Regions from separate parts of the Mus musculus genome. Here all the other regions are linked to region 6. The links are chromatin contacts, called in public HiCAR-type, HiChIP or PLAC-seq and Micro-C maps. All regions are on one chromosome and are shown on one strand. The core of a region is the stretch at or near the end of the contact, and the rest is flanking DNA. Distances in the headings are between cores, read along the strand shown. Region 1 has its middle 21 kb from the start of Gm34698. Region 2 holds the start of Celrr (cerebellum expressed regulatory RNA). Region 3 has its middle 6.1 kb from the start of Gm34641. Region 4 holds the start of Dbi (diazepam binding inhibitor). Region 5 holds the start of C1ql2 (complement component 1, q subcomponent-like 2). Region 6 holds the start of En1 (engrailed 1).

The links. A called contact is a pair of places that touch in the nucleus more often than the background predicts. HiCAR-type assays count read pairs that join an accessible place to other places. HiChIP or PLAC-seq counts read pairs in DNA pulled down with a chosen protein or histone mark.
Region 1: an H3K27ac HiChIP or PLAC-seq map of the NIH/3T3 cell line shows a contact between it and region 6, with 6 times the contacts expected there. The contact joins the enhancer-like site here to the promoter of En1 in region 6. A contact is called at or near these places in 10 of 39 promoter capture datasets (the 3T3-L1 cell line, 3T3-L1-derived adipocytes, cranial neural crest and 5 more), 9 of 484 Hi-C or Micro-C datasets (the C2C12 cell line, adipose-derived mesenchymal stem cells, cortical neurons and 3 more), 10 of 115 datasets of contacts at active chromatin or transcription factors (the NIH/3T3 cell line, embryonic basal ganglia, embryonic forebrain and 7 more) and 1 of 9 other capture datasets (adipose tissue).
Region 2: an H3K4me3 HiChIP or PLAC-seq map of neural progenitor cells shows a contact between it and region 6, with 29 read pairs. The contact joins the promoter of Celrr here to the promoter of En1 in region 6. A contact is called at or near these places in 13 of 39 promoter capture datasets (the C10 cell line, cranial neural crest, embryonic stem cells and 7 more), 1 of 15 datasets of contacts at CTCF or cohesin (the NIH/3T3 cell line), 7 of 484 Hi-C or Micro-C datasets (embryonic stem cells, muscle stem cells, neural progenitor cells and 1 more), 23 of 115 datasets of contacts at active chromatin or transcription factors (craniofacial prominence, embryonic basal ganglia, embryonic brain and 14 more) and 3 of 9 other capture datasets (adipose tissue, embryonic stem cells and pancreatic islet).
Region 3: a HiCAR-type map of fibro-adipogenic progenitors shows a contact between it and region 6, with 6 times the contacts expected there. The contact joins the enhancer-like site here to the promoter of En1 in region 6. A contact is called at or near these places in 9 of 39 promoter capture datasets (the 3T3-L1 cell line, 3T3-L1-derived adipocytes, the HPC-7 cell line and 5 more), 7 of 484 Hi-C or Micro-C datasets (the 3T3-L1 cell line, the C2C12 cell line, adipose-derived mesenchymal stem cells and 3 more), 6 of 115 datasets of contacts at active chromatin or transcription factors (craniofacial prominence, embryonic hindbrain, embryonic midbrain and 3 more) and 2 of 9 other capture datasets (embryonic stem cells and liver).
Region 4: a contact with region 6 is called in a Micro-C map of embryonic stem cells, with 5 times the contacts expected there. The contact joins the promoter of Dbi here to the promoter of En1 in region 6. A contact is called at or near these places in 2 of 39 promoter capture datasets (hippocampal neurons and pre-B cells), 2 of 484 Hi-C or Micro-C datasets (embryonic stem cells and stem cell-derived neurons) and 2 of 115 datasets of contacts at active chromatin or transcription factors (large pre-B cells and pancreatic cancer cells).
Region 5: a contact with region 6 is called in a Micro-C map of embryonic stem cells, with 5 times the contacts expected there. The contact joins the promoter of C1ql2 here to the promoter of En1 in region 6. A contact is called at or near these places in 5 of 39 promoter capture datasets (the HPC-7 cell line, embryonic stem cells and stem cell-derived epiblast-like cells), 31 of 484 Hi-C or Micro-C datasets (differentiating embryonic stem cells, embryonic ectoderm, embryonic stem cells and 2 more), 6 of 115 datasets of contacts at active chromatin or transcription factors (all in embryonic stem cells) and 1 of 9 other capture datasets (embryonic stem cells).

The regions. Positions count from the first base shown.
Region 1 is chr1:121,012,802-121,015,853 of GRCm38.p6, reverse strand. No RefSeq gene overlaps it. Among named protein-coding and RNA genes, the nearest start is that of Gm34698, 21 kb to the right of the region's middle. Within about 2 kb of position 1,528, at least 49 of the 459 cell types and tissues checked have an H3K27ac peak or open chromatin away from gene starts, as enhancers often do. A contact at or near this core is called in the C2C12 cell line, the NIH/3T3 cell line, muscle stem cells and 1 more, where this site is marked.
Region 2 is chr1:121,085,508-121,088,878 of GRCm38.p6, reverse strand. It overlaps Celrr (cerebellum expressed regulatory RNA), which reads right to left and starts at 1,474. Exons shown (of 3, transcript NR_110450.1): 1 at 1,323-1,474.
Region 3 is chr1:120,962,163-120,965,335 of GRCm38.p6, reverse strand. No RefSeq gene overlaps it. Among named protein-coding and RNA genes, the nearest start is that of Gm34641, 6.1 kb to the right of the region's middle. Within about 2 kb of position 1,350, at least 41 of the 459 cell types and tissues checked have an H3K27ac peak or open chromatin away from gene starts, as enhancers often do. A contact at or near this core is called in craniofacial prominence, fibro-adipogenic progenitors, muscle stem cells and 1 more, where this site is marked.
Region 4 is chr1:120,119,145-120,122,384 of GRCm38.p6, reverse strand. Dbi (diazepam binding inhibitor) reads left to right here and starts at 1,289. Exons shown (of 4, transcript NM_007830.4): 1 at 1,289-1,440; 2 at 2,373-2,490. The coding sequence starts at 1,432. It overlaps 3110009E18Rik (RIKEN cDNA 3110009E18 gene), which reads right to left and starts at 1,198. Exons shown (of 6, transcript NM_028439.2): 1 at 1,168-1,198.
Region 5 is chr1:120,338,865-120,342,003 of GRCm38.p6, reverse strand. C1ql2 (complement component 1, q subcomponent-like 2) reads right to left here and starts at 1,422. Exons shown (of 2, transcript NM_207233.1): 1 at 203-1,422. The coding sequence starts at 886.
Region 6 is chr1:120,601,158-120,604,274 of GRCm38.p6, reverse strand. It overlaps En1 (engrailed 1), which reads right to left and starts at 1,788. Exons shown (of 2, transcript NM_010133.2): 1 at 354-1,788. The coding sequence starts at 1,242.

The sequences.
Region 1 (3,052 bases), core at 279-2,778, 410 kb before region 6:
TCAATCTGGCACCGCCCAGAATCTCCTGGGAAGCCTCTCAATGAGGAATTGTCTACTATGGGTTAGGCTGTGGGTAAGTCTTGGGAATGCTGTCTTATTATGGTAATTAATAAGGAGAGACTCAGTCCACTGTGGGTGACACTACTTCTTAGGCAGGGGTCCAGAATTATATAAGGACCATGAAATGAACCAAGTAAAGAATCATGCACCCATTCATTTGGACTCAACTGGCAGCTTCATGCTCCTGCCATGGGCACGTCCTTGTGCCAGCATGGATGGTTACCATAAACTGTGAACTGAATAAACACTTCTCTACTGCAAGTTGTTTTTTATCAGGACATTTTGTTGTGGCAACAGAAATGAAACTAGGGAGATATCTTAGCACAGTAAATGTTTGTTTATTTCTTTTATAAAAAGGAAAGATTTATTTTATCTATGTACACGTGTTTGTGTGATTATTTGCACATGTGTCTCTGATGTGGAAAGAGTGTCTTCAGGACACCCTTCTTGTCACATGAGTGTTTCTGTTCAAACTCCAGTCCTCAAGATTACATAGAAGGCACACTTAAGCACTGAGACATCACATCTGTTCCAAAGTTCCTTTCTTGGTCTTGTAATATTATTCTCTGCTGTACAGCTTTCCTCTCTCTTGCTCTCCTTCATTGATGATATGTAAATTTGGGGGTTAAGTCAAGTGAAATGGAGGTTATAAAGGTAAAAGAAAAAAATGTGCTCTTGACTAGATAATGAGGACAAGTAGCAGAAAGAGCTGGATGGGCTTGGACACATGAGATGCCTGTAATGACAGGGAGAGAAATAAGGTACAGGTCATAAACCCAAGGAACCAGGTTGTCTTTGTAAAGCTAAAAGTGGTCCTCAGAAGAACTGGGAAGATTGTGAGGACCGAGAGCCAGCCCACCAGTGAAAGACTCTGCAGCCTCACTGACAGTGGGGTAGGACCAGGCCAAAAAAAAAAAAATCCTTTACACTGAGTGCAAATGATGTGCTTACTATGATATATATATATATATGTATATATATATATACACGTATATATATGTATATATGTGTATATGTGTATATATGTAAACATATATACATATATGTGTATATATGTGTGTATATACATATATATTTACCTTGTATAATGCTTAATTTTGCTTGTCAATTTGGCTAGACCAGAGATAAGCCACTCAGAATACTTCTAAAGTGTTTTCTTGATCTGAGTGGAGAGAACCATCCTAAAGTTCTGCAGTATCTTCTAATGACCACACACATGCCATGGCAGATGAATACCCACACTCACAGACATACACACTCACTCATTGTGTGCATGCACGCGCAAGCGCGTGCGCACACACACACACACACACACACACACACACAAATAATAAATAAAATAAGAATTAAAATGAAAAGAAGACATACTGTGTAGTGACTGAATTTTTGTTAACCTGTCTGGGTCCTGAGATGCTTTAAAAATAGCTCCAGGAAGAAAGCCAGGCTCATCTGAAGGAATGAGTCACAAAGGGCAGACCAGCAGCCGTGACTCAGAGGTATTCTGGGTGAAGGCCTGCCCTGGGTCTTCCAACCACGCCACCCACTCATCTCATATTTCCTTCTCATACGATCTGATTATTCTTTTCTCTTGCTGCCAATCAGACTTCACTTCTCTCACTCAAGCCACGGGTAATTATTTCACCCTTGACTAATTGACGGTGACAAATAGCTACTAAATTGGGTAGATAAGGGGAACAAATTTGGTGTTCTTGTCTTTCCCGGACTTTTCAGGCTGGGAGAGATTGGAATGTTCCCCTGGATTGAATTGCACAAAATTGTACCGTCAATCTTAAGGACATCCGTATGAGCTAACAAGATACAGGGACACAAAAGAAAAAAGAACACAGCAGAAAACTTCCTAACGTTTAATGTCCTAACGGCGGCAGCAGAGTACATAAAAGAGGAAAAAAATGTGTGTGTGTGTGTGTGTGTGTGTGTGTGTGTGTGTGTGTGTGTGTGCCTGCACGTGTACATAAAGCTCACAGCAAGACTGACTGTTGAGTGAGGAATTGTAAATTTATCTACAGCTTATGAACATAATCTCAGCCTAAAGTATGAGTGGGATGAAGTTCTGAGGAAGAAAACCTCTTGCTTGAAGCATGTAGAGTTGCAGTTTCCTTGTCCACAGCAGAATAAAAGTTTATTTCACTTTGTTTTGATCATAGATCATGACTTCTCCACCCTCTGCAAAAGCTCACAATCAGAAATAGCTTGAAAATAGTAGGGGGCTAGGGAAATGGCTCAGTCACTAAATGCTTGCCATCTAAACAGGATGACCTGAGTTTAAGGGCCAGGACCCATGTTAAAAAGCCTGGCATGGCTGCACGTTTGTCAACCCAGATCTGGCACATAGATAGGAGGACTCGAACGACTTGCTAACTGGCAAGTTGAGACAAATCAGTAAACTCAGGTTTATCGAGAGACCCCATCTCAAAAACTAGGGTGGAAACCTACTGAGGAAAACACCTGAAAGGCAACACATCTGACTTAGACATGCATGTATACATTATTGTACATGTGTTTGCCCACATAAATTGATAACCAACATCTTTTACATCATGGACCACTTCAGATGATGGCCCTAGAGAAGCTGAGACCATCCTAGTCTTTCATCATAGCCTCCCTTTACCTCACTTGGTCCTGTATGCTCCACCTACCAGTGGTTTGGCTAATATTTATGGTACTAAAGTGGAAGGAGTTTTTTTGAATTGATTCAGTTTAAAGCGGGATTTTGAATGTCTCATTTGATTTTAAATAAAAGCTCAGGAAATTCAGCCAGGCATCAGGTGACATGAGCAACCTTGAAGGGAACAGCTTTTTAGTAAGCCCCAACTTTTGATGTATTGTTCAACAACCACCTTAATCAGAATGTCTCTCTGGAAGCCGCCATGATTAGCAGTGACATGCTAATTGAAATGTACTTTCCCCAGTGAACCACTTAACAACTTATACAAATATCAAAGCCCTGGGCTTTACTGTCAGTCTTTGTTTG
Region 2 (3,371 bases), core at 225-2,724, 480 kb before region 6:
GTACTGGATCTACTGTAGGAGATTGGAATCAGTGATCGTTCTGGTTTTATTATGTCACTGTGGTAAAACACTCTGACTAAAAGTAACTTAGGAGAAGAAAGGATTCATTGAGTTTATATTTCTAGGTCATAGTCCATCACTGAGGGAAGTCAGGACAGGAGCTCAAACAGGAACATGAAGTAGAGACCATTGGAAAACCTGGTTGCTGGCTCGAAAGCTCATGCTTAGCTAGACTTCTTACCCAGCACAAGGCCACCAGCCCAGGTAAAAGTGCTGCCCAAAGTGAGCTTGCCCCTCCTAAATCAATTAACAATCAAGAAAACTCCCCACAGACCTCCCATAAGCTAATCCTATCTGAGGCTCCTAGGTTGTGCCAAGTCGACAATCAAAGCTAACTAGGTCAATAGTAAAAACTTTCCCAAACATGACTTCTAGCCTTCAATATGCAGTTAATATAAGCAGCAAAGTATAGGTGACTTTCCATAACTCTAAACTATTAAAACAAGGAAGACTAAGTTCATTGTATCTGGAAAATGGAGGCACAATGTATAATCAACGAAACTGTTAAAAAATTAGAATTATATGTAATTTGAAGTTCTGCCTCGATGCAACAGCCCTCCTGTCTGTGAGGGTTCTGAGCAGAAAAGCTATTATTTCCCACTTATGAACCACAAATGGGCTGAAGATATTTGCATACCTTTTTTATACATAATATATACCGGCACTCTAACCTCTGATTCTTCTTACTAAATTCCATTTAATTTGCCATTAATTAGTAAATTGTTATGTGAAATGCCTGCAAAGCATCTTGGGTGAACTGGCCCTGGCATGATGACTATTCTTCTGCGAGCTATCTGAAATTGTTATTGCTGAGCAATTTCCATGAAAATAGGAGGGCCTGCGAGCTGTTCTTTTAAAATCAGAATAAAATGAACTAAATGGAGGAGAACAAATAAAAGCAATAATAAATCAAGGACAAAAGACAGGAAACTTGTCTCCCCCAAAAAAGTATCTAAGAAGTGCATTAGCCTCTTGTGGATTCAGGTGCTTCCTTGACTCGGAGTGAGGCTGGGAACAAACACAGCAGCGGCAAAGACTGGTCCAGAGGAAACCTGAGAAATACCATTAACGTTCGCATTAAGGGTCTTCTGAAGGGTGGGGATGTGCCTCTGCGGGAGCTGGTTACCAGCAAGGCCTCTTCCTTCTCTAGGACACACTGAGCACATTAACCCATTCAAGGTCAGTTGCAGATCATGGACACCCCCCGCCCCACCCCCATTTCTTTTCTCCCCTTCTTCCACTTACAGCCAGTGCAAACTCACCTTCACTTTAGAGTGGACTTTTGCCTTCAAATTGCTTCCCTGGTAAACTCTCTTTTGGCCTCCTCCGGAACCAAGCCCAGAAGAAAGGGGAGCCTCTGTCCTTCCACCCTCCCTTCCCTGCCTGCTCCTCTGCTGGGTTTCAATGGCTGAATGAACAGTGTGTTAGGTTCACTGAACTTGGTGTTGGCTAGGGTTCTGTGCAGAGACAAAGTCAGCTTCCAGGCCAATTTCCATATGAAAGCAGCTGAGGTCTCTTTCCCATTTTGGAATTCCAGGCAGCACTAGGCTTCTCCATTCCCACCCCCACATCCCAACCCACTCCTAATCTCCACCCACTCCAACTTCTCTGGCTAGGGATAGCTCTCACCAGTTACTGGAGCCTGAGAGAGAGAGAGCAACCTTGAACAAAACAAAACAAAACAAAACAAAACAAAACACAGACTACACTTGCTTCCTATTTCCTGGGGTCAGAGGTAGAAGAGTCTGCCTATTAGGGTATAAGGTGGACGGTGGACAGAAGCCGGTATGTGAGGTCCTACTTAGGAGTAGGAGTAAGTGGAAACAGAAAGGTTTCTTCAATGCTGTTTTGAAGAAAATTGTAATTTCCACTGCCAACTATTTAAGAGCAAACACAACCCACTAAGACTTGCCCTGGCTGTCTGTAAATTGGGTGTTTGGTCTTTGGTGAATGGCTTCAAAATTCTTGTTTCCTTTCCAAGGTGTGGTTTCATCAACCTAAAAAATCCATAAGCGCAGGGCTCGTTTGGAACCACTGAAAGCCTGTTGGCAAATAATACCCTCAGACTAGAAGGCACTCACGAATGCCCAGAACTGGGCAAGGTTGATGCAACAGGGCCCTCACATCCTCCTGTCTTTCACTCTCACCTTCAGAAGTTGCCAGAGGCCTGGAGAGATGGCTCAGTTGGTAGAGTGCTTGCTGTGTAAGTGTGAGGACCCGAGTTCGGATCACTGGGACCCATATAAGTCACTGGACAGTATTTGTATAACCAGCCATGAGGCAGACAAGAGAATCCCCCAAAGCTGGTGGACTGGCTTTCCTGGCATGTTACAAGGCTAGACATCACAAAAAGATACTGGCTCAAACTAGGAGGACATAGGTTGTCTTCTGACTTACACACACACACACACACACACACACACACACACACACACACACACACAAAAGCGCACGCAAATTCATCACACACAGACATCAAGGTTAAAAAATAAAGAAGTTGCTAGTGTTCAAATCAGCTTTTATCCACTGGCTTGCATTACTTAGTATTAGTTCCTCCCATTTCCATACCTGGTCATACTGCAGTTACACTTCAAACAACACTTTGCCTCTCCCGATTGTGAAAGAGTAAAGTGCAGTGTCTAAGGGGCCGTGGTGAAACACATGCTGGTATTGCTTTCGTTATGTCTCCTAAGAACTGTCAGTTCAATAACAGTGCAACTGTCTGCAGGATGATTTATACAGCTGTAATATAATATGAATGCCACAAAATCATGATAGAATCCATGCCTTTGGTGGGAGAACTAACATGGTCATGTCAGCATATGTGTGTGTGTGTGTGTGTGTGAATATTTGGAGAGGGTTGTCTATTGTGGTTTTTAAACTTCTCCACCCCATGTAGAGGTCAGCTAACAACCTAGGTTATCATCAGTCTTCTCCTTCCATCTTGCTTAAGAGAAGGTCTCATGTTCACTGTGGAGTAGACCAGGCTAACTGTCCAGAAAGCTTTCTATTCCCTCATAAGAGTATAAGGACACACACACACACACACACACACACACACACACACACACACACACACACTGGTTCTGGGGATTTGAACTTGAGTCCTCACATTTGCACAGTGAGCAGTTTTCCCACTGAGCCATCTCTCCAGCCCCAGTATTTTCAACTATATGTGTGCAGACATACTTGAGCATGTGTGGATGTGTGTTCAGTGAGTGTGTGGGAAATGTGTGCCAACAGACTTGCACAGTGGGATCTAAATTTGAATAGGTAAGTGGGCATATGTGTCACCCAGTGAAGTGGACGAA
Region 3 (3,173 bases), core at 101-2,600, 360 kb before region 6:
TTTAAGCACTGCTTTGATTTTGAGTTTTTAAAAAAGATTTATTTTATTTGTAATAATGTATGGATGTGTCTGTGGGTGGGTACACAAGTGTTCATGTGTGTGTGTGTGTGTGTGAGGGGGTTATACCTGTGTTCACGGTGTTCAAGGAGTTTAGAATAGGGCACCAGATTCCATGTGGCTGGAGCTGTAGGCAGTGATGAGTCACAGTGTGGGTCTGGGAGCCAAACTCAGGACCTCTGTATAAGCACTACATATTCTCCACCACTGAGCAATTTCTCCAGCCTGCTCAACTTTGTTTTTAAAGACCCTTGCATACTGCCTCCCATAAAAGCAACGCTGTAGAGTTAAGGGTGTTGTCTGTTGTTTGTCTTAATAACAAATCGAATTACACTAGTTTTTATATCAAGGACAAAATGACCCATTTGCTACCAGTGAGCATAGCAGTGGGGGTATCTTTCCTTGAGGCTTTATTTAGGAAGTTTAAATAGGCCACATCCCTAGCCTGAGTACTGATTAGGCCCCAAGCCTGTCAAAACAATACGCAGCTGAAGTCTATGTGTCTTCTTCTCTTTCTTTTTTACCAAGCCACACCCCAAGGGAAACCGATGCTCAGTCTTCCTCCTCATTTTTCCAAATGCAGTTAGCTTATTAGGTTTGACTTAATGAAGAAAATAGTTGGTGGCAATGAGCCAGCCTCAGTAACATTCTGAGGAAAGAGCCGAGGACTCTGAAGAAGGTGAGGAAAGAGAGAAAGAAGAAAAAGAAAAAGAAAAATATGTGCAACTAAGCACTTTTCATATTTCACGTTGAACAGTTGGGCACCATTTGTTAAAAGGAGGGAAAAACAGTTTCGATATTCTAAGCGTACTGCTTAAACCACAAATTCTGTAAAAAATGAACAGCACAAGCTATTAACAGCGGTACGCGTCCTAAACACCTTAGGCGAGAGGCCGGGATACTAATGCAAGGAGCCCCTCCGAGCCATCAGTCTGCACAGGGCTCGGCTCCCGCAATTTCATAAGATAAATGCCTCTGCTGTTGTTAGATGATGAAACTACAGCTGAGGCGAATCTCCGTGTTTTTCGCCAGTGATTTAATAAAGGGCCAGCTCGGGATAAATATGGAACGGCTACTCCGGAAGCTCTTTTAGTTTTGCGCTGAAATGTGATAGAACTTGCTTCTGTAAATTGATTGCAGCCAAAGTTCTGATTTGCCCACGCATGGAAGAAAGATGTTTACTAAGTCACGGACTGTAAACATCCCGTGTAACACGCTGTGCTGTAACGTTAGAGGGAGGCTAGGGAGAGAAACCTCCTCAGGCAGAGCCCTGGGAGGGGGGTCTGGGAGAGGCGGGGTTGCTGCACGTGATATCTGACCGCTGACATCACTTTTCAGAGTCAGGACTGGCTGAGAAGAAAGGAGAATGTGGGGCGAGTCTGGGATGTAGTTTTCACCATCCCTCACCTTAACTTTCTCATAAGAACTTCGCTGTCCATCAGAAATCCCATGAGTACTCACTTTATATTGTTTTGTCTTAAGCGGTATTAAACATATATCCAATCAATAAGTAGCTAGGGGCCTGAGGAGATGACTTGGTGGGTAAAATGCCTCCTGTGCAGGCATGAGGGCATGGGCTCAGAACCCTAGCTCGTGTAAAATAAATAAATAAATAAATAAATAAATAAATAAATATTTTTTTAAAAGTCTGGCACAGCAGTGCCCACCTGTAATCCTAGCACTGAGTAGGCAGAGATAGGACGATTCCAGGACCATTCCACAGTTAGTCTTTATGACTTAGTTTTAATGAAAGACTCTGTACCAAAGAATAAGATGAAAAATAACAAAGCAAGACAACGGAAATTGACCCCTGCTTTGGGACACACATACTCATGTACACATGCATATGCACACACAGGAACCAGGCAGTGAGGTGATTAGAGGCTTAAGGAATCAACATGCCGTCCAGCTAGATAAACACACTTTGCTATAGACAACTCCTTCCAAAAACTGCTTTAGTTAATAGATGACAAGACTCACTATAATTTAAAAGTTTTTCTTTTTCTTTTATTCTATGCTCATTGCTTTTTTGTCTGCATGTATGTCCGTGTACCACATGTGTGTGACTGGTGCCCATGAAAGCCAGAAGAGAGTATCAGATAGCCTGGAGTGGAGTTATAAAAGGTTGTGGGCTACCATGTGAATTGGACTCAGGTCCTCTGGAAGAGCAGCCACTGGTCTTAACCACTGAGCCATCTCTCTAGGCCCAAGACTCACTATAATTTTAGTGAATATATTTATGTCTTTTATCCACGAACAAGAAAAATCTGTGACCCCATGTTTTATGAACAAAAATAAGTAAACCAGAGAATAGGAGAGGCAAATTTATCTCTGTTTATTTGGAGTTTATACACCCTATGGATGCGTGTGTGTGTGTGTGTGTGTGTGTGTGTGTCAGTGTGTATTTGGGTTCATGTGCACATGGTGCACACGTATGCCTGTGAGAACCCAAGATCAACCTTGGGTGTTGTCTCTCACCAGCCATCCTACTTGTTTTCTGAAATATCCTCTCTCATTAGGACATGAGATTGCCCATTAGATTAAGCTGTCTAGCCAAGGACTTTCAGGAATCCTTCTGCTTCGACCTTCCCAGCACTGGGACTGAAGGTATGCACCAAAGTGCTTGGCCTTTCACATGAATACTGGGGAATGATCAGGTCTTCATGTTGGTACAGCAAGTTCTTCCTTAGGGTCCAGGACGGAGCCCTTTTTCCAGCCCAATGTGGCCAATTGTTTTGACACTTGAGTCTGTGTACATGGACTAACCCCATCTCAGGTTATTGACTGTTTCTTGGAGGGAAAAGGAGGCAATATGCATGATTGTCACTGGTCCACCAGCCCACTTCACAGACTGTCAAGAGCAGGTTTTATCTGTGGAACCAACATGGTTGATGCCTAAGGCTATGGGGGCCTGCCAGGTCTTCCTGGCCTGCAGCTGGGGGCCCTGTGTGTCTGAAGCCTGCTTGCCTATCCTCTGCACAGGGCACTTTCTGACTTTAATTGCGGTCTTCCTTGGCTGAACTCACAGGTGGCTCTCCGCGGAGGAGGTGGTCCCCTCTCCCCACAGCCCGGCTGCTCATTTCCTCAGTGGCTTAGCTGGGCCCTGATGAAACAGA
Region 4 (3,240 bases), core at 40-2,539, 480 kb after region 6:
GTAGTCTTTTGTCCCGGGACACATATTCTTGGATTTGAATGCCGTCTAAACTCAACCCTCTGAACCTGCTGTGCACTCCTAAGCATGTTCTCCCTAACACTCTGGGTTTTCTCAATTTCTCTGACCTCCGTGTCTAGCTTAAAAGGCATAACTTAGGCAGAGGCAGGCGGATTTCTGAGTTCGAGACCAGCCAGAGCTATACAGAGAACCCCTGTCTTGAAAAACCAAAAAAAAAAAAAAAAAAAAAAAAGGCAAAACTTTTCCCCAGTCTCCTCTCCCCAGTGGATGTCAACATTTTCAGCTTGTCTGTCCTGTGGGTTTTTTACCTCAAACTTTTAATATAATTGTCCTCAAGCTTCCTTCCGAATCAGTTTTAAATTATTTCACTAATGAGACTAAGAATTCAAAGACCTCAGTGTCCACAGTAACTCCTGCTTACTCCTGCTTCTGCTAGAATGCTCCTTCCGACTTGCAGGACTCGCTCAAACAGCATCTTCTCCCCAACCCCTCTCCACACACATCAGTTATAACTTCCAACTCTTTACTTTTTAAACTAAATCAACTATGAACCCACTATAAGACGCTGCAAAGTAGCAAAGATTCGTCTGTTTGTCCTCTGCTGCGTGTCCAAGGTCTAGGAGTCGGCAAGCATCAGGTCACGTGTTTAAAAACCATTTGAAAAGTTATTCACTTAACCAAGGCTCGATGGGCACCTCTTCTTGTGCAAGTTTGTTATATCACATTGTCTCCGCCTTTATAAAGCACTGATGGAACACAAGACTGCGTTAGGGGTGCAGGACCGACAAGTATGGGCAATGTCAAAGAATATGCCAGAAGTTCAGAAGAAAAGGCCTAGATATGGACTTGGTCCAGCGGGCCACCATTGCGCTGTGCACCGGGGATTCTTCCCTGGATTTTCCGAAAGGGGTCGGGGCATCCCATTTTCTAGTCGGATAATTTACTCAACCAGCGATGCAACTTCCGGCCTCTTTCCAATCCGCATGAGAGTTAAAGGGAAAGAATCATACTGATTTCTGCTCTCCTCCCGCAGCACCCCATTTCACGCGTTCTCAGTGCCTGCTAGCTCCTGCCCAACTGCCCTGACGGAGAATGTCCCGTCCGTCCCTTCCCCCACGGAAAAAAAAAAAAAAACGAAACGCGTCCCACCTGCTCCCAACGTGCCCCGCGGCTCCTCCCCGCGCGTGCGCAATAAACTCCCTCTTGGGTCCGGGAAGGGTTGGAGCGCTCCGCTAGGATGGACACGCCCCCGAAAGCAGATCCGACTTCTGATTGGCTGCTGCCGCTCGCCCGAGCTCAGTTGGAACGCCGGGGTTGTGCTTTTAAAGGCGCTAGCTGGTGCGCTCTGTGACTTGATTGCTGCTGCTTCTGAGCTTGCTCCCGCGCTTTCGGCATCCGTATCACCTCACCAGTATGTCTCAGGTACTGCGTGTGCCCCGCCGGGCTGCGAAGATGCTGTGGGTTTGGGGACAGCCGGGTCTATTTCCTCAGATATCCCGCAGCTCTTCTGGGATCCGAGCCCAGCTCATAGCCTGGGGAGCGGAACTTTTTCCCTTGCAGATATGTAAAACTGCCACCCACGCCGGAACTGCCAGAGAGTTGCCGGTGGGCTGAACTCCTGGGTGAAGCAGGAACAGGGTCCTCGAAAGAAAGATGGGGCGTAAGAGGGAAGGAAGGACAGGGAAGATTGAATCCCACACTGGGAAGAACCGAATGGAATAGAGGGGCACTCATACAGGCCCTGGCTGAAGAGCCTGGAGGTCGGGGAAGGTATTTAGTCTTGTGCCTGGCCTGCCCCTGTACAGAAGAGATGTGAGTAGGTGAGGTGGTCCAGAAGCCTTTTCCTTCCCTCCAGTGGAGACCACTACCGAGGACTGAGCCCTGTAGGGCGATCTCTGACTCCTCCCACTTGCCTCTCCCTAATCTGGGCACTGGGACAGAGGTCAACGCTGAACTCCAGGCCCCTGTAGGAAGGGACCAGCTGGCTCCAGACACTGGATTCCACCGCATTCCTCTCCTGAACTCTGATCGACTGTTTTGATCACACCACGTTTCCCCTTACTGCCCAGTCAATCTCCGCTGATCATAGGTCGGGCTTTACTGGAACCCCAGCAATTGTTGGATCTGGGCCAGTGGTGGCCCAGGCAGTTAGTTGGGCAAGAAAATTTTCAAGGGCGTGCACTTCCACTGTGAGCCAAAACTATTCCCAGCACTTGACACAGTGCTGTAACTGCTTGAGTGGACAGGTGGGCCTTAGGGAATCCTGGCAAGAAGAGGGAATATGGGAGGCATCCCTGGGCCTCTCCCACTCAGGCAACCTACATCTCGTTCCTCTCCCTCTCCCTCACTCTTAGGCTGAATTTGACAAAGCCGCTGAGGAGGTGAAGCGCCTCAAGACTCAGCCAACTGATGAAGAGATGCTGTTCATCTACAGTCACTTCAAACAAGCTACTGTGGGCGATGTAAATACAGGTATGCCCAGCTTCTCATCAGAGCGGGCCAAGTTGGCTCGGCAGCCCGGGAGTCTGAGAACTTCGCCTTCCGACTGCCAGAGGCAGGCTGTGATGACAGAACATTGGTATGGAGACCTTAAGCTGAGAGATTGTCACCTGCAAAGACCATCTCCCTAAACTCTTAGTGACTCTGGGAGCAGAGTCAGTGTGGGTTTACAAGGACTTTACTGATTATCTCAGCATCTACTCTGAAGGCAGCAAAGGCTCCAGCCTTGTTGCTCAGCAGTCGCTTTCTCGAGCCTCCCGTTTCCATCAGATGAACAGGGTCATGGAGTGCTTGGCCTCTTTCCCAAGCCGAATAGATGAGCAGATACATCATATCTGGTACCCTGGGGCAAGGCAGAAGTGCTGCTGGCCCAAGTCTGCCCTATCCAGGTGACTTTTCTCCCTATCCAAAAATCTTGGGCAGATTTTTCTTTTTTGCCAAGTATTGTAGGTTGATGGGCCAGCCTGTCTCTGCCTCTCCAGCACTGTTATAAGCACAGGCTGCTGCGTGGCCTTATATTTGTTTCCCTCCCACATGGGTTCCGGGAGTCAAACTCACACCCTCGTACTTTACTGGCTGGCCTGTCTCTCCAGCCCCTTGGTATAGCTTTTGAAACTATGCTGTGGGTTACCTTAGTCTATGATACTGTCTTTTCTGTGCCTTGAGCAGTGGCTATAGCCTGAGATAGCAACACAGTGTGTTCCAGCAAGGACTCATGACAGC
Region 5 (3,139 bases), core at 173-2,672, 260 kb after region 6:
GCAAAGGACAGCATAGTACGCAGGGAAGCTGGGCGATGCATGTGGTCCAGCGCCCACCCGACCCCAGAGTTTGCTGGGGCGCTGGAGAGTGGCAGGAAACAGTATATAGTTCCCTGGGGTTCCGGGCGCCTGTAATGAACGGTCTGCGGACTCTGTTGGGCCGGGAAAGGTAGGGAGGGGTGTGTGGGAGAAAGTCACTGACCTGCCCGTTCTTGCAGAGATCCGCCCACATGCTGGTTCCGTCGCCGCCACGCATGAGAATGTGGTACGTGAAGAAGTAGATGCCCCGCACCTGGCAGCTGAACTTGCCTGTAGTGGGGTCGTAGTGATTGCCAAGATTGGTGACCACGTCGTCGAACTTGAGCACCTCGTAGCCTTCGTGGGGGCTCTTGAGTCCCACGTAGAAGGCGATCTTGGGACCGCTGAAGGCGGCGCTCAGCGCACTGGTCACTTCTCCCTCCGTGTCGCCACCGCCCCCGGTTCCGCCACTCACCACTCCAACGCCACCGGCCGCGCTGGTTGTCAACTGCAGTCCGGGTAGCCCTGGCCTCCCCGAGTCTCCTTTCTCTCCCGGGGGACCCCTGGGCCCAGGAGGCCCTGGCTCTCCAGGAGGACCCCGAGGCCCTGGCTTGCCTGGTCGCCCCGGATCACCCTTTGGTCCCTGGATAAACGGAGGCGGGGGGTTGGCGCTGAGGTCCTGCATAACTTCCAGGGCAGCGGTACTGGGTCCCGGCGGTGGAGCCTTGGCGCCCGCGGGTCCCCCTGCGGGAGCGACGCTGTATGGGTCACAGATCATGCGGCAGGTGCCCAGCATCTCGTAGTGAGCCGCTCCGGGGGGCGCCGCCTGCAGCAGCAGAGGCACCGCGATCAGCAGCCCCAGTGCCATGGCCAAGAGCACGCCGACGGCCGCCAAGCAGGCGCGCCGCCGCCGCTGCCACAGCCGGGAGGCGACCGCCACCAGCTCCTCCTTGCCGCCTGGGGAGGTAATGGTGGAGCGGCGCCGGGTGGCCCCGCTCTATGCGTTCGGACGCCAACTCCGCAGGTCCCCTCCGCGTCCCCGACGTGGAGACCCCTCTCTTAGCCACCCAACTATTTCAACGAGAGGTATCCGGACCTGGGCTCCTGAGGCCACCGCTCTGGAACTGATCTGGAGAGTCGAAGAGCCCGACACGCATGACGAGGGGCTCACAGGACGAGCCCGGCACCCCGGCGGGGACCGGGTAGTGGCGGCTGGGGAATGCTGGGTCTCAGTGCGGCGTCCGGTGTTGGCTCAGCTGCGCTGGTTCCTGCTCTGCTGGGATTGGCGGGGCTTGGCAGGGTTCGGCGGGACGCGGGATCGGCTCTGCCGCACGCTCTGCTCTGTTCTCCCTCTACTAGCTGGTTCCCGGGCGGAGGGGGTACCCAGCTACCCTAACGTAAGATCAGGACTGAGCGGCGGAGGCGGCGAGGCAGCAGCGTGCGCTGCCATCACTCGGGAGACGGCGCTCTCCTGTCATCAGCTCCCATCCCGCGGCGTCCTCCGGAGATGTGCCTGCTGGCGGCGCCCAGGAGCCACAAGTGGGAGCAGCGGGCAGCAGCCCCTAGCTGGGGCTCCACAGACACACCCACTCTTGCCCACTCTCCTCTCGCAGACCACCAAGCTCTGGAACCCACGCGCGCAATCAGTGGGTGCATACAGCACCCACACACGACCACGATGTGGTGCCTGCGAAGTCCTGGCGGGGTCACCAAATCCATTTCCTATCTGGATGAGCCCAGGTCTCAACCCAAGTCCAGGACAGCCTAAGCTTCCAGTTCAAGAACAGAAGCACACACTGTATGTTGCAGCCTTTTCTGTTTTAAAACAGAAAGCGGGGTGGCAGAGGGGGATTCGCATACTACATACAGAAAGTAACCAACTTCCAAATAGAGGAGTAAGAGGAGGGGCACACCTACATCTTATTCAGAAGGCTGAATGGTCTTATATGTCTAGTCAGCTCTTGGAATTCGAACACGTTTAGTAACTGTTGATGAACAATTTTCAAAATAAAAAGAGGAAAGCAGGGCAGTGATGGTGCATGTCTTTAATCCCAGCACTGGGGAGGCAGAGGCAGGCAGATCTTTGAGTACAAGGCCAGCCTGGTCTACAGAGTGAGTTCCAGGATAGCCTGAGCTACACAGAGAAACCCTGTCTTAAGAAGAAAAAAAAGAGAGAAAGAAAAAAGAAAAAGAAAGGAAGAAAAAAACCTCTAAATTAATTAATTGAGCAACTAAGTGGAAACAATAAATAATTAAAGTAAGGCCTCTGGGGAAACAAGATGTCAGTAGTGGTACTGAACCCTTGTTTCTTTTAAAGGTTGTTTTTTTTTTTTTTAATTCATGTACATTGGTATTTTGCCTGCATGTGTGATCGTGTCAGATTCCCAAGAATTGGAGTTTCAGACATTTGTGAGCTGCTATGTGGGTGCTGAGAATTGCATCTAGGTCCTCTAGGAAGAGCAGCCAGTACTCTTAACTCAAGCCCTCTCTCCCCTGCCTCAACTCTAATTTCTTAAAGGCAGATTCCTTCTCCTCCTCCTCCTCCTCCTCAGGGTCTCAATCTCTTCCCCCTTCCTGTTGTTACTTATTTTCTTCTTTAAATTTAGTTTCTTTCGTAAACATCATACAAAATATTAGATGTCATTATAGCATTTTAAAACAACGTGTTTTAGTAAATTCTCCTCCCTTACCTTCACCATTCACACTGAAGGCACAGGGAGCCCTGCTCCAGGCTGGTGAGTGAGTTCCTCTCCAGGAACACCCCAGCTCCCTCTCCCTGCATCCAAATGCATTTGCACCCCTCCTCCAGCTGGGGCACAATTAAAGGAGAATCATCTATGTCCTTCTACTGCTACTAAAGAGGAAACAGAGCCACACACACTGGGCCCCTGCTCCCCCGGGGAGCTGGGAAGGCACCTACCTCAGAGGGGAAGAGCCCCTGGTCTGGGTAGGCTGGATGTCCTGGTGCTGTCTATCACCTACACAAGTGAGTGACCCCACACCTCTGGTTTCTGGGCCACCTTCCGGGGCGGGGCTTGTGCTCTAAAGAGAGTGGTTGTTTATCAGATGCCATGCTCAGTGGAGTCTCACTTTTCACTGTGGTTGCTTCTGCTCCCACCGC
Region 6 (3,117 bases), core at 539-3,038:
TTCCCGCCAGCTCAAAGCGCCCTTTCCCTACTAAATAGATCAATGAGTAATTAGATATCTTTCTTCGAGATAATAAAATAAAATACAAAAATGACCTCAGGGCTCAGAGTTCGTAAAATCAAAGGACAAAAACTGGAGCCTCCTGTGCGTGCCAATAGCTGTAACTTCCTTGGTCGAATAGGCCAACATGGCAGGGCAGAATCGAGCACAGGATCGGTTGTGACTAGGACCCGGGGCAAGAGAAATAAAACGTGAAGCTGATGGAGCTTCAAACTGGACTCTCCCGGGCGTGACGGCTTGAAATTCTAGAGCATGGCCTGGACACATATGCACATCCCGGCTCGGGTACTCACCAGAGGACGGACGGTCCGAATAGCGTGTGCAGTAGACCCAGGCGGGCCACACTAGGGGTTGCTGTGAGTCAGTCTTGACCACCGGCCCACCGTTAGCCGAACCCATGAGTAGGATCGCAGGGTTGTGTTCCGGGAACTTGGCGCCCTGCGCCCCGGGACTCCCCGCGTTGCCTCCACTACCACCGCCACTGTCCGAGGGCTTCGAGGCTGCTGCCGCCGCTGCCGCCACTGCCGCTGCAGCCGCTGCTGCGGCCGCGGCCGCCGCAGCAGCCGGGTTCCCGGCTTTGGATGCGCCGGCGCTGACAGCGGTGGCGGGCTGGGAGCCGTCGGGTGGGCCACAGTTCGCATCTGGAGCACACAAGAGCGAGGCAGCCCCCGAAGCTCGTGTGCCCAGAGAGTGAACGGGGTCTCTACCTGCACCAGTCTGGCCTCGGTCACGCTCCACGCGGCTTCCTCCTCCTGCTGCTGCGCCTCCTCCGGCTGCAGCCGAAGCCACCAGGAGCTGAGGCAGGGGCTGTTCCTTTTTGCAACCGAAATCGGGCCTTAGGATGTTATCGATGAAAAAGTTGGTGGTGCGGTGCAGCTGGGCCGCGGGCTGCGGCTGGTGAGCAGGCGCCGCGAGATGCTGCGGTGGCGGCGGCGGCGGCGGCGGCGGGGGCGGGGGATGCGGGGGGAGGTGCGGGTGATGGGCCAGGGGCGGCAGACAGGGTGCCGCAGGAGGCGACGGGGGCGCTGGCTGCGGGGACACCGGCACGCTGTCTCCATCGCTGCCGCTGCTGCCGCTGGCTCCTGGGCTCAGACTCAGACTGAGGCCGCTCGGGGCCGCCGCTGCCACCGCGCCGAGGCCCGAGTCGCGCTGACTTTTAGGCTCCGGCTGCTGTTCTTCCATGCTCGGCCGCCCGGCAGCCCTGGCCGCGGCGCCGGCCCCCGCCCCCCGCGCCTCGCTCCCCACCCCACTTTGCCAGCGGGCCCGTGGGGGTGCGCGGAGAGGAAGAAGGCAAAGCGAAGCCTCAGCGAAGGCACAGGGCGGATGCAGGCGGAAAAAAGAAAGGCGAGCGTCTGGCCTGGCTCTCGCCCGCTCTGGTGGAGCAAATCTCGCTCTCTCCCTCTCTCTAATTTGTAGACATCCAGATACAGTGAAGACACTTGGCTATTATTTTCTTTTCTTTTTCTTTCTTTCTTTTTTTTCTTTCAGCAACAAGATTTCAGTGATTGGTCTTAATGGGGGGATAAGCCACGGCTCAGAAAAAAAAAAAAAGAGGGGAGAAAAAAAAAGAGAAAAAGGAATTTTTTTTAAAGCTCCGAGACTTTTTCCTTAAAGGGAAAAAAATAATCTTTAAAGTCTAGCCATCTTCCTAGGCAGTAGAGGGGTTTGACTTCCCCAGTGTCACGCTCAGCTGTGCCCAGAGAGCGAGGCTGGCAGCGCCTTTAATCGTCTTTGCTTTTTTGCAGGGAGAGCGCGTCTCCGCCAGTGCCGGGCTCCCTTTTCCCCCCTGAAATCTCTGACAGCTCGGATCTTTGCACAAACTCTCTCGCTTAAAAAAAAAAAAAATCACCCAGGCACACTTTTTGCCTTCAAACCGGAAGCACGTGAGTCAGGGCCGCACGTGTGTGAGACCAATGGCGAGCCAGAACTCGCGCTGACACTCAGGGTTCGGCCCAATGGGCGCGCGCGGGACTTTGCGGATAAATAATCCGGGGGCGGCGGCCGTGGGTGGAGAGGGGGTGCAGAGGCTCAGGCCCCGTACGTCCGGCCTGCCCTGCCCCCATTTGTGCCCACGCCCCTCCCCCCTTCAGATCCGGACTGAAGAGGGCATGAAGAGATCCGAGAAAGCTAGAATTTGGGATGTAGACAGATAAGAGAAGCAAGTCCACAACTTGTTGGAGAAATACAGGACTATGGGTTCGTGTGTGCTGGGAACAACGAGAAGCGGCAGGGATTTGGGATACCATACACCCCCCTCCCCATCCCCGGTCGCCGATTTAGTTTATATTCTTATATTCCCACGTTCTCTCTCTGTCTCCCCCCCCCCTCTCTCTCTCTCTCTCTCTCTCTCTGTGTGTGTGTGTGTGTGTGTGTGTGTGTGTGTGTGTGTGTGTGTGTGTGTGAAAAACCAAGAGATCGGGCATGAGCGAAAGACTTAGGGCTAGCTACCTTCAGAGGTGTCGTTTGTTTCCCACTAATGGCAAACCCAAGAGGCCTGCTACACCTTGCTGGCACTGTTGGTTTGTGTCAGTGGCTAGCCACACTGTCGCTGAGAGATTCGTAACTATGCCCTTCCCTGTCTGGATCACCAACACCCACAAGCTGTCCGGACGCTGTGGAGCCACGTCCAGAGGCCATAGAAGAGCCCTAGTGCATTCTGCCCTTTTCTTCCTTGGCTAAGGGAAATCCGGATTGCCCTAGCCCGGTAGAGTTGTCTCAGAAGAGCACCTAAGCCAGGCGACATGATGTGCCTCCTTGCAAGGCCTAGGTTTGGGTTTCAACTTCAGTGAAACCTCTGTGTTAGATTTCCCTGCAAAGTAAAAATCAGAACAATAAAACTACCGCGCTTCAAATGTTTGCCTTGGCCGGCTGAAGATTCAACAACGGGTTACCCTAATTCTAAGCTGAATTCGCTGGAATTGCTGCCCACTCCTGGGCATCTTGGGGTGGGGCCCTGAGCACTTTCGCCTCCAGTCGCTTCCACGCTGCTGTATTCTGGGCATTTCCTCTTTTCCCGAGTGAAATACCTCAAAAGTTTTTCCTCAACCCAGGTTAGAG